Linked DNA regions of Sus scrofa: all the other regions are linked to region 1. A link is a contact called in public Hi-C and HiChIP or PLAC-seq data. All regions are on one chromosome and are shown on one strand. The core of a region is the stretch at or near the end of the contact, and the rest is flanking DNA. Distances in the headings are between cores, read along the strand shown.

Evidence for each region. A called contact is a pair of places that touch in the nucleus more often than the background predicts. HiChIP or PLAC-seq counts read pairs in DNA pulled down with a chosen protein or histone mark.
Region 2: an H3K27ac HiChIP or PLAC-seq map of alveolar macrophages shows a contact between it and region 1. The contact joins the promoter of VPS51 here to the promoter of ARL2 in region 1. A contact is called at or near these places in 2 of 5 promoter capture datasets (liver and skeletal muscle), 3 of 47 Hi-C or Micro-C datasets (fetal liver and liver) and 1 of 2 datasets of contacts at active chromatin or transcription factors (alveolar macrophages).
Region 3: a contact with region 1 is called in a Hi-C map of liver, with 3 times the contacts expected there. The contact joins the promoter of PPP2R5B here to the promoter of ARL2 in region 1. A contact is called at or near these places in 1 of 5 promoter capture datasets (liver), 16 of 47 Hi-C or Micro-C datasets (alveolar macrophages, brain, embryonic fibroblasts and 9 more) and 2 of 2 datasets of contacts at active chromatin or transcription factors (alveolar macrophages and skeletal muscle).

The regions. Positions count from the first base shown.
Region 1 is chr2:7,165,303-7,169,339 of Sscrofa11.1, reverse strand. ARL2 (ADP-ribosylation factor-like protein 2) reads left to right here and starts at 2,316. Exons shown (of 5, transcript XM_003122549.5): 1 at 2,316-2,472. The coding sequence starts at 2,327.
Region 2 is chr2:7,093,134-7,096,904 of Sscrofa11.1, reverse strand. It overlaps VPS51 (vacuolar protein sorting-associated protein 51 homolog), which reads left to right and starts at 2,007. Exons shown (of 10, transcript XM_003122565.5): 1 at 2,007-2,338; 2 at 2,798-2,927. The coding sequence starts at 2,114.
Region 3 is chr2:7,255,068-7,258,940 of Sscrofa11.1, reverse strand. It overlaps PPP2R5B (serine/threonine-protein phosphatase 2A 56 kDa regulatory subunit beta isoform), which reads left to right and starts at 2,145. Exons shown (of 14, transcript XM_005660724.3): 1 at 2,145-2,880; 2 at 3,304-3,776. The coding sequence starts at 3,578.

The DNA of each region.
Region 1 (4,037 bases), core at 1,067-3,566:
TCCTGATCAAATTACACTTAAGCAGGGTTTGTTTGCTTTTTTTTTTTCCTTTTTAGGGCCGCACCCTCGGCATATGGAGGTGCCCAGGCTAGGGGTCCAATCAGAGCTACAGCTGCCGGCCTGCACTGCAACCACAGCAATGCCAGATCCAAGCTGAGTTTGCGACCTACACCACAGTTCACAGCAACACCGGATCCTGAACCCACTGAGCGAGGCCAGGGATGGAACCCGCAACCTCATGGTTCCTAGTCAGATATGTTTCCAATGTGCCATGACAGGAACTCCCTAAGCAGGGTTTTTTCCTCTGGCTTTTGTCGTTGGTGGTGTTCATTGTTCAAGAATGACCAATAGTTTCCTTTATGATTTTAAAGGTGACACAGGAAGTGGACCATTAGGATCAAAAAGGTTATACCTTAGATGTTCCCTTGTGGTACAGTGGGTTAAGGATCTGGTGTTGCCACAGCTATGGCACATGCTGTAACCGCAGCGAGGGTCTGATGCTTGGCCCAGGAACTTCCACAAACAAAAACAAAAACAAAAACATTACACCTCTCAAAATGCCAAATTTTCCTCCCCAGACATTGAGTAAACACACCCTTTTAAAAGGCATCTAGAGGGAGTTCCCGTCGTGGTGGCACAGTGGTTAATGAATCCAACTAGGAACCATGAGGTTTCAGGTTCGATCCCTGGCCTTGCTCAGTGGGTTAAGGATCTGGCATTGCCATGAGCTGTGGTGTAGTTTGCAGATGCGGCTCGGATCCCGTGTTGCTGTGGCTCTGGCATAGGCTGGCAGCTACAGCTCCGATTAGACCCTGAGCCTGGGAACCTCCATACGCCGCAGGAGCGGACCTAGAAAAGGCAAAAGGACAAAATAAATAAATAAATAAATAAAAGGCATCTAGAACTCTATCTTCAAGTTACCATCCACTTACTTAGCCTCAAGAAACTCTTGCTTTAAAGCCAGCTTCACAACTGTCAGGATTTAAGTATTTAAATCTCATGATTCTTTCTCGTGAATATATGCATATATTCAGCTATATATAACCACAGCTCTAGAGATATTCTCTCCTAGTTTTCTTCCAAAGGTATTCTGCCAAAGATTTTATTTCCTCAAGAGCACGAATTCCTGGAGTTCCTGTTGTGGCTCAGCGGTAACAAATCCAACTAGTGGGTTAAGGATCCAACATTGCCATGAGCTGCGGTGTAAGTCACAGATGTGGCTTGGACCTGGCATGGCTGTGGCTGTGGCAGAGGCCAGCAGCTGTAGCTCTGATTCGACCCCTAGCCTGGGAATGTCCATATGCCTCAGGTGCGATGCTTAAAAAAAAAAAAAAAGTGAATGCTTTGTAAAATTACACAGAAGTTAGCCATTATCTTCAGCTGGTGCATGACCTTTCCCAAGCATCAGACAGAGCCTACTCTGCTGCCTACTCACATTTGTCCTGTAGTGGCCTGGGAGAAGGGCTCAGAATAAGACAACAGGGCTCAACCTTCTGAGTTTACAATCTGCCTTGTCCCTGGCCTCCACTTCCTCACAATTTCTGGACTTGAGCACTAAGGTAAAGAACCAAGCTCTTGCACAAAGTCAACAACAAAAATATCCAACAACAAATATTTATTGAGCACCTAGTGTAAGTCAGGCACTGTGCTAAGCACCACATGAGCCTCAGCTTTCTCATAGGCAAAATGAAAAACTGTGCTTCTCAATAGAGAAACAATGAGCACGAGCATCTTGGGTGGGACAATCCTTTGTGGATATCTGTCCCCTGCCCTCTAAATGACAGGTATGTTATCTTGTAACGGGGACAAATCCACTGATGCCCCCACACATTTCCAAACGGCACCTAAGGGGAAGTTCCACCCTGGATGGAGAATTCCCAGAGTACCCTCCATGACTTCAGAAGCCAAGGAAAGGGGGTAAGCCTTGTAAGTGGCAGGTTTAGGATGATGCCCCGGCCCAAGATAAGCAGGATCTGGACCACGTCTCCGGGAAACAGCGCCTTCTATCAGCCCCAGGGTGATGTCAACATCCTTGGGGCTCTCAGGAGTCGGAACTCCAACTCCCTATGCAGCCAAAACACAACCCAGGAACTTGAGGTTTCCGTTCTCTACCATTATCTTTGGACTTTGGGTCCTGGAAGGAAAAGAATGGCAGTGCTCTCGTCACCCAGTCGCTCGGAATGCGAAGGGTTAACGCAGGTTGCCGCGCAGAAGCCCCCCAGTACCGCTAGAGGGACCATCCAACGCAGCGCCGCCGGGCGGCTTCGCGGTCACGTGGGGCGAGGGCGGGACCAAGCGAGAAGCCAGCCAATAGGCTGTGCTGTCGATGGGCTTGATAGCCAATAGGAGCAGGGAAAGGGGTCCCGGGACTAGGAAGAAACAGCGGCTGGGAGGGGGCTACTGGGACATGGGGCTTCTGACCATTCTGAAGAAGATGAAGCAGAAAGAGCGAGAGCTGCGACTGCTAATGCTGTATCCTCCCCGGCGCCGGAGCCGCGAGGGTAGCGGGATGCTGGGGGGGCTCCCACCGGGCGGGCGGTTTCAGGCGCCCCCTGCCGGGAGCGGGATGTGCGGCCGGCTGGCCCGTACCAACTGCCCTTCTGCGTCACTCACGTGGGCCCTACCATCGCTTTTGGCAGGGGGCCGGGAGGAGGCCGTACCACCGGCTCAGGGCGGGGGGGGGACTTCTTCCCAAGGCCAAAGGTATGGGAGTAAAGGCGCAGCGGCCGGGCCTGATGTCCCAGTGTAGGGGGAGGTGAGGCCCGGAGGTGACTCGAACGCTACCACCCGTCGGTCTGGCCCGTGCGTTGGGCCGCCGTTCTCCCCGGTCCTGACCGCCTCCTCCCCCTGTCAAAGGGTGCCAGGCCCCGGCCGCGCCCTCAAGGTCGGAATCCCGGGGGCGTGTGGGCCCCGCCCTCAGCACTGGGCGCAGGTGGCAGGTGGATATGGACTCTGCGGGTAATTTTGCCGCTGGGTCCAGCGCTTGGTTGCCTCCCGGCCGGTGTCACCACATCGGACAGCTTGTAGGCCCGAGAGCCCTGCTGACCTTCTGAGTCCCACTGGCAGGCATCACTCCTCTTTGCCAGCCCCCTATCCCCGGAGAGGCTGTGGTCCAAGAGCTGGACAATAAGATCTGGACCCCCAAGCTCCCCTTAGCAGGGGAGAGAAGACATTTATGTGCGCAAATAACTTGAATCTTCACGTCACGTCTGTTTTGACGAACTCTGAGAAAGGCACAGGGAATTCACTCATCCAGTAGACGTTTTTTGAGCGCCTGCTGTGGACCAGGCACTGTTCTGGGGGCTGGGATAAAACAGCAAAACAAACAAACAAAAATACCCGTATCTTTAAGGATGCTCTGTGTAAGGCTGAGGGGAGAAAGGAGAAAGATGTTAGCTAACAAAATAGGTAAAATATATAATGTGTGGCAATTAAGGCAGTTTAAATAAGGTAGTCAAAGAGGGCCATACTGAGAAGGTACTAGTTGAGGAAAGGCAGGGCGGTGAGGGAGGCACCACGTAGATGTCTGGGGAAATTGTTTAAGGAAAGGGAACAGCACGTGGAACGGCCTCCAGGGAGGAACTCAGCCGGGGTGTTCAGAGGACTGTCTGGGAAGGCGGTGTGGCTGAAAAGAATGAGCCCTGGAAGGTCAGGTCCAATGGAAGAGGCACCTCACCTGGGGCCTTTTGGTTCTGGACTTTTCCTTTAAAAGAAGTGCAGAGAGGGAGTTCCTGTGGTGGCAGAGTGGTAAGGAACCCGACTAGTATCCATGAGGACTCAGGTTCCATCCCTGACCTCGCTCAGTGAGTTAAGGATCCAGCGTTGCATGAGCTGTGGTATAGGTCGCAGACGCGGCTCAGATGCTGTGTTGCTATGGCTGTGGTGTAGGCCGGCAGCTGTAGCTCCACTTTGACCCCTAGCCTGGCAATGTCCATGTGCCACAGATGCAGCCCTAAAAAAGACCAAAAAAAAAAAAAAAAAAAGTGCAGAGAGGAGGTGAGATGTAAGACTAGTTAGGCCCCTGCCGTAACACAGGT
Region 2 (3,771 bases), core at 758-3,257, 72 kb after region 1:
CAATCATGCTACACTCTTTGTCTCTATTCCAAATTTTGCATAATAATTTTAACAGTATTGTGTAGCCTTTTGTTTTGCTTTGATTTTGACCATGCCCAAAGCATGCAGAAGTTCCCAGGCCAGGGGTCAAACTTGCACCAAAGCAGCAACCAGAGCCACTGCAGTGACATTGGATACTTAACCTTCTGCACAGGGAAACTAATTCCCTGCAATGTTGCTGTTTTTTTTTTTTTGGCTTTTTAGGGCTGCACTCTCTGCATATGGAGGGTCCCAGGCTAGGGGTCTAATTGGAGCTACAGCTGCCAGCCTACGCCACAACCACACCAGATCCAAGCTGTGTCTGCGATCTACACCACAGCTCACAGCAAGGCCAGATCCTTAACCCACTGAGCAAGGCCAGAGATCAAACCCGCAACCTCATGGTTCCTAGTCAGATTCATTTCTGCTGCTCCACAACAGGAACTCGCCTGCAACTTTTTTTAAGTTGTTGTTGTCTTTTTGCCTTTTCTAGGGCTGCACCCGCGGCATATGGAGGTTCCCAGCCTAGGGGTCCAATCGGAGCTGTCACTGCCTGCCTACGCCAGAGCCACAGCAACGCAGGATCCGAGCCGCATCTGAAACCTACACCACAGCTCACGGCAACACCGGATCCTTAACCCACTGAGCAAGGGCAGGGATCGAACCTGCAACCTTATGGTTCCTAGTCGGATTTGTTAACCGCTGAGCCACGATGGGAACTGCAACTTTTTTTCAGTTTATAGATTTCTTGGAGTAGATCTAAATCTTTGTATTCTCTTCATTTTTCCTAAGATTATAGCTTCATAAGCTGAAATCTTCACGTGTATTTTTATATACCCTCTAAACATCCCATTCATTGAGTCAGCAAACTTTTTGTGTGAAAGAACAGATAATAAATGTTTTAGGTGTTGCCAACCATATGATTCTGTTGCAGCCACTCAACTGTGCTTTGTAGTGCAAAAGCAGACATAGGTAATATGTAAACAAATGAGCATGATGTGTTCCCATAAAGCTATTTATTTATAGGCACTGAAATATAAATTTCATATAACTTTTGCATATCATGAAATGTCATTCTTTTTCAACCATTTAAAAAGGGGAAAAAATTCTTAGCTTACAGGCAATATGAAAACAGGTGGAGGGCTGTGTTTGGCCTGCAGGATCCCTGCCAAAGAATAAATAAAGTTGTTTCTGTTCCACCCCTGGTTCCCCTCAGTCCATCATAAGTAATATTTCAAGGACCACACTGATGAAGCCTTTTTCTCCTTTTTCATCCATTCAAACTCGGCATGTCTCAATCTGTACTCTAAGTCGTTCCCTATCTTCAGCTCTTCACCTAGGTGAGCTGTAACTTTGTTCAAAGAAAACCTGAGAATTATCTTCACCATCTCCACCCAACCCCTCACTTAGCACATTCCATCAGTCACTTAAGGTTTGCCAAGTGTGTCTTCTAAGCACAGTATAATGGGAGTTCTCAAATTCAAGTGCACCAGAACTACTTCAGGACTTAAAAGAGAGAGAGAAGCTAGAGCTGAAGGGAGTCCGCTTCTCAAGGTGCTGCTACGGGTAATTCTGAAGCCATTCTGATGAACATCAGAGGACCAGGCCATGCAAAACGCTGCGCTAGAGGCACTGTGCCTGCATTTAATCCTCGTACCTCCCTTGCGAAATATGTACCCCAATATTAGGAATCCGGGGGAAACTGAAACTGCTGCTCCCGTAACAAGGTAGTGGCAGAATGCCAGGCATAAGCTCTCTGGCTCCACGGCCCGCGCTCTGTCCACCGAGTCTAGGGACGTATTGCGTGGGCTCTTGCCTGCGAGGGTGCGGGGTTGGAAGCCACAAGCCGCCCTCCTTCTGGGAGGACAGTTCCACAAAATCCTTACGCCTGAGAAGCTGGGGGAACCAGGGCTCTCAGGAACCCCTCGCTTGGGGAGGAAGAATGCGGGGTGGGAACTCTAGTCTCGAAGGACTCAGGGCTGCGGGGGGACGTTTCACCTGAAGGACTGCCTCGTTGCAGCAACTCTATGGCTCCCGGAAGTGCCTCCTCCCGGTCCCCTGCCCAGCCTCACGCCCGTGGGCTGCAGTTGGAGCCATGGCGGCGGCAGCCGCTGGGCCTGGGCCGGGGTCTGGACCTGGGGGCTCCCCGGAGGGGCCCGAGGCGGACGCTCCGGAGCGTCGGCGGAAGGCGCACGGGATGCTGAAACTTTACTACGGCCTTTCAGAGGGTGAGGCGGCGGGGCGCCCCGTGGGGCCGGACCCCCTGGACCCGACAGACCTCAATGGGGCGCACTTCGACCCGGAAGTGTATCTGGACAAGGTGTGTGTATGGGGGAGGGAGGGGGACAGGCCCTCGATATACTGCACCCCCAGATGAGGGGAGCAGAGGTTCATAAAAGCAGGACGACCCTGGGCCGGGCAGTAGGGGCAGAGCTGGAGGATAAGAGGGCGTGGGGAAACTCGTACTGGCCTGAGATGGTGCGAAGTCTGAGGTCTCCTGGACCGATGTTCGAACAGACCCGAGATACGGGGCGTGGCCCTGGCGCCGACAGGCGTAGAACTGGTCCGTGACAGCATCTGAGGATTTCAAACGCTGACACATTCCTAATAGAGTCCAACCTGGTAATTCCCGAGCTATGCTACTTGTAGGCTCCTTACCTGAGAGCCCTGACAGGGTTGAGATCAGAGTTTTCTTGCACCGAAAGCCTACCAGTTAGGGGCAAGGCTGGAGGACATGGGTGCCCCCTGTCCTGAACACTAACCACCCGATTTCTTCCAGCTGCGTAGAGAATGCCCACTGGCCCAGCTGATGGACAGTGAGACCGATATGGTGCGGCAGATCCGGGCTCTAGACAGCGACATGCAGACCCTGGTGTATGAGAACTACAACAAGTTCATCTCAGCCACAGGTGATTCTCCTACTGGGACACACTCCACACAGTCCCATATTCCCCAGTTCCTCCTTTGTTGGGGAAGCCAGATTCCAGTCCTGCCCTGACATTAATCCACTCTCACGCCTCTCTCTCAGAGCCTTTGTGGTTTGATGACGAGTCATCAAACAGTATTAACTGTTCTCAGAGGGTTGTTTTGGGGACCAAAGAAAAGAAAGGACAAATGAAATTTTTAAAAGAAACGAATTTATCTGAAGCACTTAGAATTTCCAACAGTAAGGACGGCTCAGTAATGATTAGTTTCTCTCATTAGTGGTAGCTTTGTTCGCTGATTCAGGTCTGTCTTGAACATGAGCTTATCACTCTTTCTCTCTCACTTTTTTTTCCCCTTTTCTTCCTTTTTCTCTCTATTTCATTCCTTCCTTGCCCTTTCCCTCTTTCCCCTTGCTTTCTCTTTTTTCAATGAAGCGAAGAGACAGAAAGTGTATGACAGTAACACACAAAGATCATATAAAGGGGTTTTGCCCCTTCTTCCCCCTTTATTCTCTACTCAAGACAGTGCTAGACAATGTTCAGCTGTCATCCACACTAGCTTCTGTCCTGTGTTGAAGAAACGCACTCTTCAGTTCTCTGTAATAATTTTGGACCCGCATGTCCTTGGTCCTATGGATCTGCCTGCAGTTTATAGGAATGTTCCGGGAACCTCTGGCACTCGTTCTGACAATTCTTATTCTGCTACTGTCACAGCAGTGGGTGTAGTAACACATAATCGCTGTTCTTTGATCTGATTTGAAGCAGGTTCAATGAGCAGGTGCCCCTCTATATGTTAATACCAGCATCAAACAGCAAGAAATCATGATTT
Region 3 (3,873 bases), core at 896-3,395, 90 kb before region 1:
CAGCCACAACAGCGCCAGATCAGAGCTGTATCTGCCACCTACACCACAGCTCACAGCAACGCTGGAACCTTAACCCACTGAGTGGGGCCAGGGATCAAACCCACTTCCTCGTGGATACTAGTCAGTCTTGTTACTGCTGAGCCACACTGGGAGCTCCTGTCGCAGCCATTTGTAAAAGTACAATTCAGTAGGGTTAAGCATATTCACACCGTTGAGTTCCCTTTGTGGCTCAGTGGAAACGAACCCGACTAGTATCCATGAGGATGTGGGTTCGATCCCTGGCCCTGCTCAGTGGGTTAAGGATCTGGTACTGCTGTGAGCTGTGGTGTAGGTTGCAAATGCAGCTCAGATCTTAGCTGCTGTAGCTGTGATTCAGGTTGGCAGCTGTAGCTCTGATTCAGCTCCTAGCCTGGAAACTTCCCTATGCCACAGATGCAGCCCAAAAAATAAATAAATAAATAAATAAATATATATATATATATATATTCACACTGTTGTGCAACTAATCTCCTCAATTTTTTCATCTTGCAAAATGGAAATTTTATACTCATTAAACAATAACACCAAAATGTGTAAATTTTATGGAATGTGAGTGATATCTCAATAAAGATGATTGCAAAAATAATTTTCAGAATTCCCATTTGTGGCTCAGTGGTAATGAACCCGACTGGTAACCATGAAGATGCAGGTTTGATCCCTAGCCTCACTCTGTGGGTTAAGGATCCGGCGTTGCCGTGAGCCGCATTGTAGGCTGAAGACACGGTTTGGATATGTTTGCTGTGTCTGTGGTGTAGGCCAGCAGGTGCAGCTCCAATTTGAACCCTAGCCTGGGAACTTCCATATGCTGCAGGTGCAACCCTAAAAAACAAACAAACAAACAAACAAACAAAACCCAACTCTCCACCCCTCATGTAACATTGTAACTATTTTGAGATCCAAGAAGTCTTAACCTCTGGCTTCCAACCTTCCATGCCCCAGTCCTCAAACTGAGCTTGCCCTTTGTACAAAGCACCCACCCTCCACGGCCTACCTGGCCTGGAGACCCTCAAGAGTCCAGGCAACTGAGTCCAGGGGAATGATGGATGTTGGGGGCCAGGGGACCTGGGGTGGGGAGCTGGAGCTGGTGTCCTCCTGACTTAGGCTGGGAGGTGGGGGCCTGGGCTGTGGTGCCAGCTTCTGACGATAGGCTAATAACCTTGGGCAACGCACTTTTCCTCTCTGGGCCTCAGGGTCTTCGACCGGTTGTAGAAGGCTTGGTGGGCCTGCTTCCCCGACCTCCATGCCCCGCTTTTTTCTGCAGGGCCATGGGAGAGTCTTCATCTCCTGAGCCTGGGAAGTGGGCAAGAAGGAGATGGTGAATTTTCATTTGACAGACGAGGACACCAAAGGCCAGAGGGACAAGGCCTGTGGAGCAAAGGGTTCAGTCCTGGATCTCAGCCTGGCTAAAGTGTGGCCTTTGGTTTATGGCTCTAGCAGGTGGGCATCTCTGGGGCACCCAGCCTCCCTCTGCAGCCCAGAAGGTGGCTGGGTGGTTCTACAGGGGCACTGAGTGGTCAACAAGGCCTAAGGCAGGGTGAGGAAGACCCTGAAGAGGGCCACAGCCCCCTCCCCGACTCCATTGCCCACTCCTGATGCTCCCGCGGACCAGTTGTTCATCCAGGCCAAGCTTCCGTGTGGGGATTTCACAGCGAAGTGTAGGCAACTGAGTCCAGGGGAATGATGGATGTTGGGGGCCAGGGTGCTAGGAAGGGGGCCCAGGACTGCCAGCTGGGAACTTTTGGCAGGAATGCCAAACATGGGATTCCACTCATGCCTTGGATACCCTGCAGGCCGGTTTTGGACATGAGACCCCCGTAGCACATCTTAGGGCCCTAAAGGCTGAGAGTTCCATCCAGAGAGGCCAGCTTGCCTGGGGTCGGGTGACAGCACCAAGGAGCACCTCCTGCTCTGATGGGTTGCTGCTCCTAGGCTGGCCCTTTAAACCCAGAGTATGATGTCACCTTAGACGGCAAGGGATGGGAGGGGGACTGCAGGCCTGAGGAAGGACTGCATTTCCCAGCAGGCTTGGGGGCACCACACCCCTCCCAGCAGGCGCTGGCTCACTGCAGACTATTAACCAGTCCGGTGCCGTTTGCTACCATTTGAAGTGTCCAGCCCTTCTGAGGGGAAGATGGAGCTCCCTGGGGGGTGGAATGCCTGGGGCAGGCCCAATCTTTGAGCCTGACATAAGATTGGGCCGCTTTCCTGCCAAAGTCCTGGCATCACCTGCAGCTTCTTGGTGCAGACTCCTGAGTCTTCCTCTCTCCTCCTGCGGTCTCCCTTCCAGAACCCAGGAGCCCAGCCCCAGTTGGACCCATCCCGCTCTGCTTCAGTCTGGTGCCCGGGCGCCCGCAGGGATTACCCCTTTGGTCAGGTAGCCCGCCCGCTTTAAGCGGTGTCGAGACTACATCTCCCAGCTGCCCCCGGCGGGAACTTCCTGACGCAGCGCCCCCCCCCCCCGCCCCCCAAACCCGCGGGGATGTGCGGGCCGACTGGGGGAGGTGACTTGATGTCATCGTGAGCAGCTGGGCGGCGGGTGCCGGTGCGCACAGAGCCAGGGCTCCCGCGGTGCCGCGCGGGTCGGGTCCCACGACTTAAGGAGAGGTCTGCGCGCTGCCTCGGCCAGCGAGCCCCCAGGCGCCCGCGCCCCGACCCGGGGCTGAGTTAGGGGCATGCTCCGGCCCCCCCGGAACCGGAGAGAGAACCCAGGAGCGCCGCCGCCCAGCTCCAGCGCCCCGAACCGAACCGCTGCGAAGGGGCCCTGAACAGCCGCTCCCCGCCCCACCCGCAGTTCAGGGGGGGGAAGGGGGGGTCGGCGACAAAAGTCTGGGCTTCTGAGAAGTGAGTGTCCCCGCCACCCGGGGTCCAGATGAGATTTGGGGGTGAAGAAGAAGCCGAGGTGGGGGGAGGGTGCCGGGTTCTAGGAAGGAGGTGGCATGGGCACCCGGCTCCCATTCTTGGGGAAGTCCCTGGTGACCCGGATTAGTGGAGCAGGAACCGGGTCCCATTCTAGGTAGGGTCTGGCTTAGGGGAGAGGCCCTATTTCGAGTGGGGTTGTTTTGGAGCCAGGGGCCTTTTGGTCTGGGAGAAGGGAGGGACGGGTCCCCTCGGGGAGTGGGCTGTACCTCTGCTTAGGGTCTGAGCAAGGTTTGCAGGGAAGAGGACCTGGACACTGAGCAGCAGCCCCACACGCTGTCCTGAAAGAACTGATGGGCTCTCTCTGTCTCTTTCTTGCCAACCGCTCTGCCCTGACTTCTTCAAAAGAGCCAGGGTGGGAACCCTAAGTGGACTCCTCGGACCCCCAGGGACCCCCAGGAAGATCCTGAAACCTGAGCCATCCTCCTCTCTACCGCGCTTGTCCCCCAGAACTGGGCAGTTGCCGAAGGCCCTTGAGGGGGGGGCCCAGGACTGTGGTTGTGCCCCCCCCCACCCACCACACAGGATGGACCCAAGTTAGTCAGCCCAGCCTCACTCAGCGTCCTCTGGGCCCAGAGGGAACCTCAGGCGCGCTGAATGCTTGACCTGCTGCCTGGCCGCCATGGAGACGAAGCTGCCCCCTGCGAGCACCCCCACCAGCCCCTCTTCCCCAGGGCTGTCCCCTGTGCCCCCACCCGACAAGGTGGACGGCTTCTCCCGCCGTTCCCTCCGCAGGGCCCGGCCCCGGCGGTCCCATAGCTCTTCTCAGTTCCGCTATCAGAGCAACCAGCAAGAACTCACTCCACTGCCCCTGCTCAAAGGTGAGCCCGGCTGCTGGCTGCGAGAGTACCTGCGACCTGGGGGTGGGGGGTGGTGCATGCGAGCCCTCGGGGTGGGGGAATGGGGTAGTAGAAGCAG